2 separate regions of the Anas platyrhynchos genome follow, and region 1 is linked to region 2. A link is a contact called in public Hi-C data. All regions are on one chromosome and are shown on one strand. The core of a region is the stretch at or near the end of the contact, and the rest is flanking DNA. Distances in the headings are between cores, read along the strand shown. Region 1 overlaps SLC44A3 (solute carrier family 44 member 3). Region 2 holds the start of F3 (coagulation factor III, tissue factor).

Region 1 (4,758 bases), core at 127-2,626, 51 kb after region 2:
TTGTTACAATAAGATCCATTTCTGAGGTCAACAAACTATAAACCCTCCTTTCTAATGTCCCAAAGACAACAGTCTTAGTCATGTCAATATTTATTCACAAACCTGTGTGAATAGATTTTAAGATCCAAATTTTCAGCTTACTGTGCTTTATCAACTTTAATGGGAATTTTGGTCCCACAAGGAACGCAGAACTAACACATGGTAAGCTTTCAGCAAAGTCTTGTTACCAGTAGGCCTTAAACTCTAAAACTTGTCTGTAATGCAGGTTGGTTATACTGTTTTTTCTGTTTAAGAAGCTATATTTAGGTGATAGAATGTTTGAACAGCAACGTTCAGAAATACAACACTTCGTCATGTATGTGGCAGTATTTCTATATGCATACATAAACATGTATGTCACATACATACTTATATATAAATATATCTGTACATAGGTGGCACCACACAGGGGGGAAAAAAAAAAAATAAAAGCTTGGTTTATGTTATACTTCTCTTTTCTAAAGTAAGAGTACTGCTCAATGCTAAGGAATGTTGCAGTTCTATTCATAGCAATTTCTGACACAGCATTTAGCATGACCATACAGAGACATAGAGACACAACAAGCAAAATTACTGGAAAAGAGTTGTATTCTTATTAAGCACCAATAAAGCTAATAGAAAGCACAACCGCCACAGACATTATACAACATGAAGTAGTAAGACCTTCTGTTTCTAGAGGATGTGGTCTGAAAGAATAGCAAAGAGTCTGCAACAGTCAGAGCAGGTTTTTTTTTAAGGGTTAGTATTACTCAGCAAGTTTCTTATACATGAGTCAACCCTTTTCAGTTCTCTGGAGATTCAGATGTTCAGTTTTAGCTGGCTGCAGGGTGTATATCATTCATATTTCTTTTTTAAACCGAATAAAGTTTTCAGAAAAAAAAGGAAAACAATGATAACAACAAGACAATAATGTGAACTATTTCACTTCTGAAGTTTATAATAATTTAGAAACCAGAAATGTGATTTCTCCCATGGTGCAGCTGGCAGTAAAGATTCTTTCCTGCCAAGTATCTGGAGAAGGAGAGAATGGTAAATTGTTCATTAGCTTTGCCGCAAAGAAAAACGTAGTGTCAGGCTATGGTCCATTGCCTTGGACAATGACACACCAATGCCAGTTCTTGACCCCTCAGAAATGTTGTTGTGTCTCGACACAGATGACTTACGAGAGCAACCCATTTTTTTGCCAAGTTTTTCCAGCAAGGATTTGGGGACAGAGCACGTTGCCACTTGCTCCATGTGATTTCTTTCCTTCTCCTTCCTTTTTATTATTTTACCAGGGCACGCAGCCAAGGTCTGGGCATTTTGTCATTTCATAACCGCTCAGCTGTGCTGCTGCTATTTTCTCACCACACCCAGGTCCCCATCTGTGCCTGTCCCAGCCCAGCTCATTAGCATCCTCTGGGCCCGGCCTGGCAGCACTCCCCCAAGACCTGAGCCTCTGCAGATGCCCGTACATCAGACGCGCTGCCGGGGGCTGTCTTCTCTGAAGCTGTGCCAGGGACTCGCTGTTTTCCTGGCCCATCCTGGTGGCCCTCCTCAGCCCCAAGCCCACACTGTGTGCCTGTCCCACATCTGAAGTGGTGCCATGAGCTGCACCTCCTCATTATGCTCTAGGTTCATTCTCATGGTCCTCCCTTGCCCCGGGTGTCCCTCCTTCATGCCTGCCTTGCCCCTGGAACCCTGCCCTGATAGCTGCCTTCTCACCACACCTGCTTCCCATCTTCCTCCCAGCCCCAAAGCCTTATTCCTCCATGTCTTCTCAGCCTCCAGAGCAGCGCTGGGGCTGCAGCTCCTCGTTGCTGCCCTGCCTGTCCTGCCACCTCTCTCAGCCCAGGCCCCGAACCTCTGTGCCGGCGCCACGCCTCACCCCAGCACTCCAGACCCTGTGTCTCCTGTCAGTTTGGCCCTTGCTGGATAAATACAACTTCTCAGAAGCTAACATTGCTTTCACCCAGTTCCTCAATCCTCACTTCCCGTAATGTGTTCAGAGAACAACGTTCTGCTAATGGCAAAGCAGATAATGACTGTGATCGTTACTGTGTATGACTGAAAGGGGCTCCATCTGATGGTTGTTATTCCATCTTTTCCATCACACCACCTCCTCCCTCTGAGACATCTTCTCTGTCGGATTAAGCTACCTAAGGCAATCAATCAATTTTAAGACATTGAAGGCTCTATGAATATCATAATAATATAAATATTTTGTATTTACTGCTCATCATCGTTCATTACGTTGTTACTTCTGACAGCATGATTTTTCCCAAGGAGTAAACACTTGTGTTAAATTGAACAAGGCTGGACTTAGTATGTGTAGATGAAGGAGAGTTAATGACATCTCATGTTTTCAGTTTTCTGGCTTTACTTTGTTTTGTTTTAGTTTCAAGCCACAAACACTGAAGATTGTTGGGGAAAGCTATTTCCTAAAGAATATAGATTGGGGATGGTTGTTAAGTAAATATTTTTATTGTGCTTAAAAACCTAGAAGACACTGCATAGCTTCTTACTGCATTATTTACAGTCTTACAGCTCAATTCACTTAAGACATTCTTACACTATTTCCTAAATCACTCAACAAATAACTAGCAGAGGGAGATAGATGATTACTGACAATTTTGGGAATGAAACAGTATCATAACAGTAAATAGAAAAACAGGAAAAAAATACATGTTACTAGGGTAATTCTAGGGACCATGAGTAATCTGCAGGGGAATGACAGAACAGTGTATTTGCTATAAAAGAGATACCCTGGGAAAGTGCTGAAAGCCTGATCCCCCTTGCCTCAGTCAAAAGTGGTCCTGGCTAAACTTTAGAGAAAAGTACCGGGTTTCTGGTGAAGAAGTAAGGGACCATTTCACCAGTTAATTTTTTTGCTTCTGAGATTCCCATGACATAATTGATACCAGACGTGGACCATATTACATGTGTTTCTTTGAGACAGCAGGGTTTCCTCCCACCTACTCATGTAGGCATCCTCTTAAAGCCTCAGAGCAGATCAAGTAACAGGGCAAATTCATTTTATGCAGTTTGTGAAGCATACATTCAGTTAGAGTCCAAGGTTACCAGACTTTGGACCAGACCCTACATTTTAAAAGCACTGTGGCCTGGGGCAGATGGAGCATAAGTAATCTGCTTCAGACAAGAGAGGCAAAATGAAGTTCTGGAACATATTCTGGAGTCCCTTCTCTGTCTCTGAAGGTCTCCTGCAGCAGGGAATACAACCATCTGTGTATTGTGCTCCATCATCACATGGATGAGCAGAGAATTGAGCCTAGAATGGTATTTGCAGCCTTTTCTAATAGGGTCTAATCAGGTTGCATGGAGGAAATGCCATTATGGATTCCACAATTATTTGGTATTTCCACGGGGAGATAAATCAGTAACATTCTTATTGTCTAGGTAAGCACAATGTTATTGCTTTACAGCACTACATTTTAGCTGTTCTAAGCACATTAATGAAACATACAAAGGATATAAATGTATTTGGATTTGGGGGCTAGTGGCGGCTGTGAACAGCCTATGTTTGCTAGGAAGCACTCACGCAACTGCCAGCCAGATGGTGCATGTGTGAGGGGGACAGGGGAACAGTCCTTTTGCAGTCATTTTGCAGATGACCTGATGGCTTGCAGACCTGCGTCCCTGAATCACAGGCTGGTTTCTGCCAGCCCAGATTTCAACCTGAAGTACAGGCATACACACAAAGTTTATTTTTACTAGACTTTACTGAGGATATTTTTCCACTTCACATTTTATTAAAGCCATTTTCAGTCAATTGTAACTCTTCTAAAGATTCCAGCCTGGCAGTTCCAGAACCATTTTATGTCTACACAACAGGCTGTAACAAAAGGGCTAGCACACATTAGCCCACCTGATGAGCATAGCCTCATCTGACAGGGCTCTGAATAGGGGTGAGTCAGCCTCTATTACCAATTATTCTGTTATCCACATCTCATGTTTTCTCTTTCCCAAACTTGGTGTAATTGGATAAAAACATTAACACAAAATACAAAAGGATTTTATTAGAAACAAAGAAAGCCATTGAAGAATGGATGGCATTGGTAAATAACAGCATCCCTAAATCAAAGTTCCTGAATCAATATACACAATCCCCAGAGTATTTGTGACATTCTGACAAAGGTGTTTCCATCCCTGTAGAAGTTTGGGCATGAGATGTGACAGCTACAGAATCAATGTTTTGAAACATCAGGAAGGACAGCAAATATTATCAGTGTATCCTCCTCCACATCAGTTGTTTTGTTTTCTATATTCCACCAAATTTCCTTTATCAGTCAGTATTAAAATGCTCCTTCACTGATCCCTAGAGGGAAGGAAGTAAGATTTACACATGAGGATTTCCAAATGATAAAAATTTGCAACAAACGTGTATGAGCAATAATAGAATTTCCTATTCAGTTACCTGGAAGTATTACGGATACTTCCAGAAATCTGAAGTGTTCTAGAGTGCCAAAGTGCTTTGTGTGTCATGGAAAAGCCTAAAGAGCAAGCTGCAACAGGAAAGGTATGACTAGTAGTTTGATTTACAAACATATTAACAGGAGAGCTGTAAACATATGGTACAAGGGAATGAAGATTCCTGGTCCACACAGGTAGCTTATGATGTTTGGAAAATAAGTATCTTCATGCTTTTAATTTTAAACAAAAGCTTCAGGGCACTCCGCAGTAATAAGACACGAACCATAGAGTACAGCTCGCTAATATGCA
Region 2 (4,868 bases), core at 1,532-4,031:
GACTTATGAAAAAAAAATAAAATACGTGTAAACCAGTTAGAAAGATTTCTCCCTGGTGACTGATGCATCTGAAAACTATTGCCTTAAGAAACATTAGTTGTACTAGGAAGTTGTCATGTAAATTAATTGTTTACAACGTCTGCTCATATGTCACTTGTGTTTGCATCTATGCAGGTAGAAATGTCACTGAGAACCTGACACTAGCAGCAATTTTAATTGCAGAATTGCATAATAGAAACAAAAAATATTGACAAAAAACATGACCTATTAATTCTCTTGTTTTTTAAAGGGCTGAGGTTAGGTCCATTTTCTTGAGAAATACTGAATAAACTGGTAAAATAAGTGTTAATGGCTCACTTTGCATCCTCACAAGAAGAAGAAAAACAGATTTGATATTACTGCTTCAATTCTTTTCCTTGTTTTTGTTGGTGAATTAAGGAAAAGAAAAATTGTGTAAACTTAACTGAAAGAGAAAGAATGATAACTGGAAATTAACAAATGAGTTTTCCTCCACGTAGGTCAAACTTTATGTAAGAGTTGCCAGAAGTCCCTTCCCACTTCACTAGATTTCTTATGCCACAGATCTGTTCGTTTTAGTATCCCTGCTTTGAAATAGGACAGGATAGATTTGATCTTGGTGATCAATCAAATGTACTTTCGTAGGAGTACATGGAAGAGAAAGAAAGCATTTAAGTGCACTTCATCCATGGGAACACCTTGTCTAAAGAAGTGCCTCTGTATCAGAACTACACTTGATTCTACACTGAATCTTGGGCAAACAGACTTCAGTATTTCACAAGCAAAAACGTTTGGAAATAAGCTCCAGATTCACAAAACATTTCAAAGTGCACAGTGCTAGGTAAGGCTCTGTGTCCTTTTGATGTCTTTCACGCTGCTAAGGTAGGTTGTGCCATTCTGCTAAGTATGTGCTTTAAAGTCTATTCCTTTTATCGCTCCCTTAGATTAAAGAATAAAAGAGCACATGAGACCACTGCACTGGTATTTCATCCATTAGTCATGAGAGCTCTCATTTCTAGGCAACTTTTATACACAGAAGAAACTACAGTATCATATTTTCATTAATATGTGGGAGAGTTGATGATGTGTTTTCCCTTCAGGGCATGTTTAATGCCCTATGAATTCTATGTCTATGAATTAATATGGGAGCTAAGAACCATAGAGATTTATTACTGAACTTCACTGAAGTTTTTGTGCGGTGTTAAAAGAGGTATTAGACACTTCACATAAGCTGATTGTTTTTTATGTCCACAGTATTTTATAGCTTCTATAAAACATGATGACAGAGGAAGTCTTCATAGAGCTAGACAAACAAAAGGGATTTTTAGTATTACCCAGCAAGATTAATTACACATTTATAGTGATTCACTGATTAGAATAAAATTCAGACTCATATTTATCAGACACCTCCCAAGACTGAAGAACAAAGACTTGGTCCAGACACCTTGAAAGACATAAAAGGTGAAATTCTCTCTAATACATGGTATGTCACATTGAGTGTCAACTTTTGAGTATCCTGCCCTACATCTCCAGGGCAGCTGGCCCACATCAAACCTCAGAACTGAAATACTGATCTAAAGCTCAACTTATCATTTCCGAAGTGGGCAACACCAGAAACCTGAATCAGATATTGTTATAGTTGGATAAAAGGAGTATTAACAGCTGGGTTGGCGGTTTTCCTAGACCCCTTGCCTGAGCTCTTTTCCTGTTACATTCAGTCTCAGAAATAATCAAACGCTCTGTCTGCGTCTTCTCCAGTTGCCATTAAAGTACGTGCCATGGTGTTATTTACTTACCCATGTATTTCTACTGTATAGAAGTAGCCTGACGGTTTTGGTTGCCACTGTAGTATAGTTTTAAAGTTGATTGAAGACCAAGTTACATTAACTGCTGTTGGTAGTTCTGAGTTACCTTTAAAACCAGAAAAGAGCATCATCAGTTGCATTGTAGTTAATTCCTGTCTCCCTGCATTCACGGCCTTGTTAAATGAGGCAGTTGCTGTTAATTGCTAGTAAGAGAGGTTATTTTGGGCAAAAAGTCTCGGTCCTGCCCTTTGGGCTCGTGCTTGTCTCCGCGAAGGAATGTGTCCTGACAGAGGTGAGAAATATGAGAAGAGAATTATTTTCTTTCCTGGTTCCTCTAACTCCAGGGTTGCTGAGGTAACTTATTCGGAGTCTTGTCTCAGGCTGCCTTTACTTTTTGATCCAAGACCCCTCAAGAACTTACAAAATCTCGGACGCTCGTGGCGGAGTCCAAGCACCAAGCAAATACAGCGTAGTTCAAAATCACCCCGGCGGGATCATCTGCAGAAAGCACGAGCCCCGCTCCCCCTCTGCTTTACCTGGGGAAGCCAAATCCTTTCCTGACTCGGAGAAGCCCAGCCCTTATCCTCGGGGAAGGCAGACAAAGCCCTCCCGAGGTCAGCGGCCCGGAGGCCCCGAGCCGCGGGGAGCCCCCCGCCCCAGCGCCCCCCGGTCCCCAAAGGGCTCCCCTCAGCAGAAGCCGCCCCGAAGCCGCCCCGAGCTCCGCAGCCGGAGCCGCTCTCCCCTGGCCGCCCCGCCAGAGGCTCCGAGCCGCGCCGATGCCCCCCGCCCGCTGATACCCACCGGCGGCGGCCAGGCGCCACAGCAGGGCGCCGAGCAGCAGAGCTCGGGATCCGGCGTGGGCTCGCAGCATCTTCGTGGGGCGGATCGGCGGTGAGCCCAGCGGCGCCGGGCTCGGGCTTATAACTGCGGGAGGGAGGCGGGGACAGCGGGGCCGGGGGCAGGGGGACGGCAGCGGCGGGGCGCGGGGCAGCGGAGGCGGAGCGGGGAGCCCCTTGCTCCCCTTGCTTCCCGGCGCCCCCGCTGCCGGGCCGGGCGCTGCTGGGGCCGGGGTCACGTAGCGGAGGCCGGGGCCGGGGGCCAGCCCTCGCCTCGCCTCGCCGCAGCGGAGGGCAGCGGAGGGCCGCGCTGTGGCACTGCCCCGCGGTTCGCTCTCCCTGTCCGCACGCCTGAGCGAAGCCTTTCGGGGCTCACCTGTCCGCACAGGCGCCAGGCGAAGTTTCGGGGTCTCTCCCTCCCTCACAAACCGGGGACCTGTTGACCCTTCCCCTACAGGCTCTGTTGGAAGGCCCTAGAGGGAGCTGCGGTTACGCTTGGAAAGCGTGGGTAGGGGAAGGCTAATGGGGAAGCTTCGCGTTTATTTGTCTTTCATGCTTGGTGCACACTTAGATACGAGCAAGTGGTTGCGTCCCATCACGTAAAACACGTATGGATCAAAATACATAAACTTCACAGCCTCCATCATATGGCGTGTCTCAAGGTGTGCCTAAAGCCAGGTTTTTTTTTATTTATCAGCATACCTTCATGAAAATTCGGCTGTACACCTGACTCTCCCTTGGTTTCTGTTACCAAATTTCAGCGCGGTCTCCGTGCGGCTGTATGCCAGCGTGGCGTCAGCCCGCAGGCGTGCATGCCTTCAGCTCTGCAGCATCCTGATCTCGTGTGACTAGATTTTCAAGATCGTGATCTTACTAAATCATAGTTGATTTCCAAAGGTCTTCACAAAGAGAGGTGACACTCATTTGCTTAAAGAAAAGAGATTTTATATAAAACCGTAAATCACCTTTGAGCTCTAATTCCAGCTAAATTTCCTGGCAGTTTAGTCACAAAAGATGGAAAGCGGGTTAGCTGTGTTACAGAGATGGCCTCAATATCCTCTCCTCACTGCCATCTCCTCTGTTGTGACCTCCCATACGTGAGATAGGCAAAGAACCTTCCAGACTGTCCGGAATAACCACCTCGACCAGTGTTACCTTGTGCCATATTCCGGCAAGGTATCCATCCCCTGCTGAGTAGTGCGAGGCTTTTAGAGGCTATTGGGCGCTGCAGGACGAGGGGAGCAGGCTGCCAGTTCAGCAGGGCGCCGGGCAACAGGGCCTGAATGGGAGGGCCTGCATGGATCTGGCAGGGGAGGTTGCGTGTGAGGCTGGAGGAAGCAGTGAAACTTTGCGTGGCAAGGGAAGGGAGTTGGAGGGAAAATTTGATAGCTGTGGGACGAAGGCAGCTTGCTCCGGGGACAGTGGCTGTATGAAGTCAGCAGGGGAAGGGGATGACAGAGAAGGGAGAAGCACAGAGGCGAGGAAAGCCGCTGCTGCCACCTCTGCTTTCTTCCTCCTCTTCCATCAAGTCTCGGTGCAGATTTGACCAAAGGATAAGAATCACTGTGCTGCCCAGCTCCAGGCACCGAGCCGTGGGAGGTGAGGGGAGCCCCGCGCTGCCTGACAAGGGGTGATGCCTCTGAGCTGGGAGCCTGCTCAGCAGCTGGTGACTTAGCGGTGACACCCTGGGTCACATTTCCTGTCCGCTTTAATGGTATTTCAACAGCCTGTTTAAGACAGAAAAATTCCCCTTATTTTAAAGATGTGCTGCTGCGTGCAGGCAAGCATTATGCTGACTTAGACATCCAGCAATTTCTCTAAAAATTTAGAATTTGGCTTCCATAGTGGAATGCCAAAACGTAAGCATCTAGTGTGTATATGTCTATAGCTGATTTAGTCATCCTCTGCTCATTTTAGAGTCAGCAGAGAAAAATTTCTCTCGTAAGGTGAAGTCCATATTTTCCTAGTACGGGCATATAAAGCAAATCAGATCAATCCACTTAAATATTGAAATAAACGGGAGATTTCTGTTGTTAGAGCCCACGATCTTGACTTTACTGAAAGTGTGGGAAACATGCAAGAGCACAAGCTTGGCTGCACGCCTTAGGCTAAGGAGATGACCTTAGCCTCTGTGCATCCCTCTGATGAGCTTAGTGGAATCAAGGTTATTTACCATTGGGAAAATTTGTTGGATTAGGGGCAGACTACA

Evidence for each region. Hi-C and Micro-C count contacts between places; a contact is called where the count stands out from the background.
Region 1: a contact with region 2 is called in a Hi-C map of subcutaneous adipose tissue, with 2.2 times the contacts expected there. The contact joins the enhancer-like site here to the promoter of F3 in region 2. A contact is called at or near these places in 4 of 8 Hi-C or Micro-C datasets (F1 follicle, liver, skeletal muscle and 1 more).

What each region holds. Positions count from the first base shown.
Region 1 is chr8:8,972,690-8,977,447 of IASCAAS_PekinDuck_T2T, forward strand. The region is part of intron 1 of SLC44A3 (solute carrier family 44 member 3); the gene reads left to right. Among named protein-coding and RNA genes, the nearest start is that of SLC44A3, 47 kb to the left of the region's middle. Within about 2 kb of position 1,377, at least 2 of the 8 cell types and tissues checked have an H3K27ac peak or open chromatin away from gene starts, as enhancers often do. A contact at or near this core is called in subcutaneous adipose tissue, where this site is marked.
Region 2 is chr8:8,920,238-8,925,105 of IASCAAS_PekinDuck_T2T, forward strand. F3 (coagulation factor III, tissue factor) reads right to left here and starts at 2,782. Exons shown (of 6, transcript XM_027462350.3): 1 at 2,625-2,782; 2 at 1,815-1,929. The coding sequence starts at 2,694.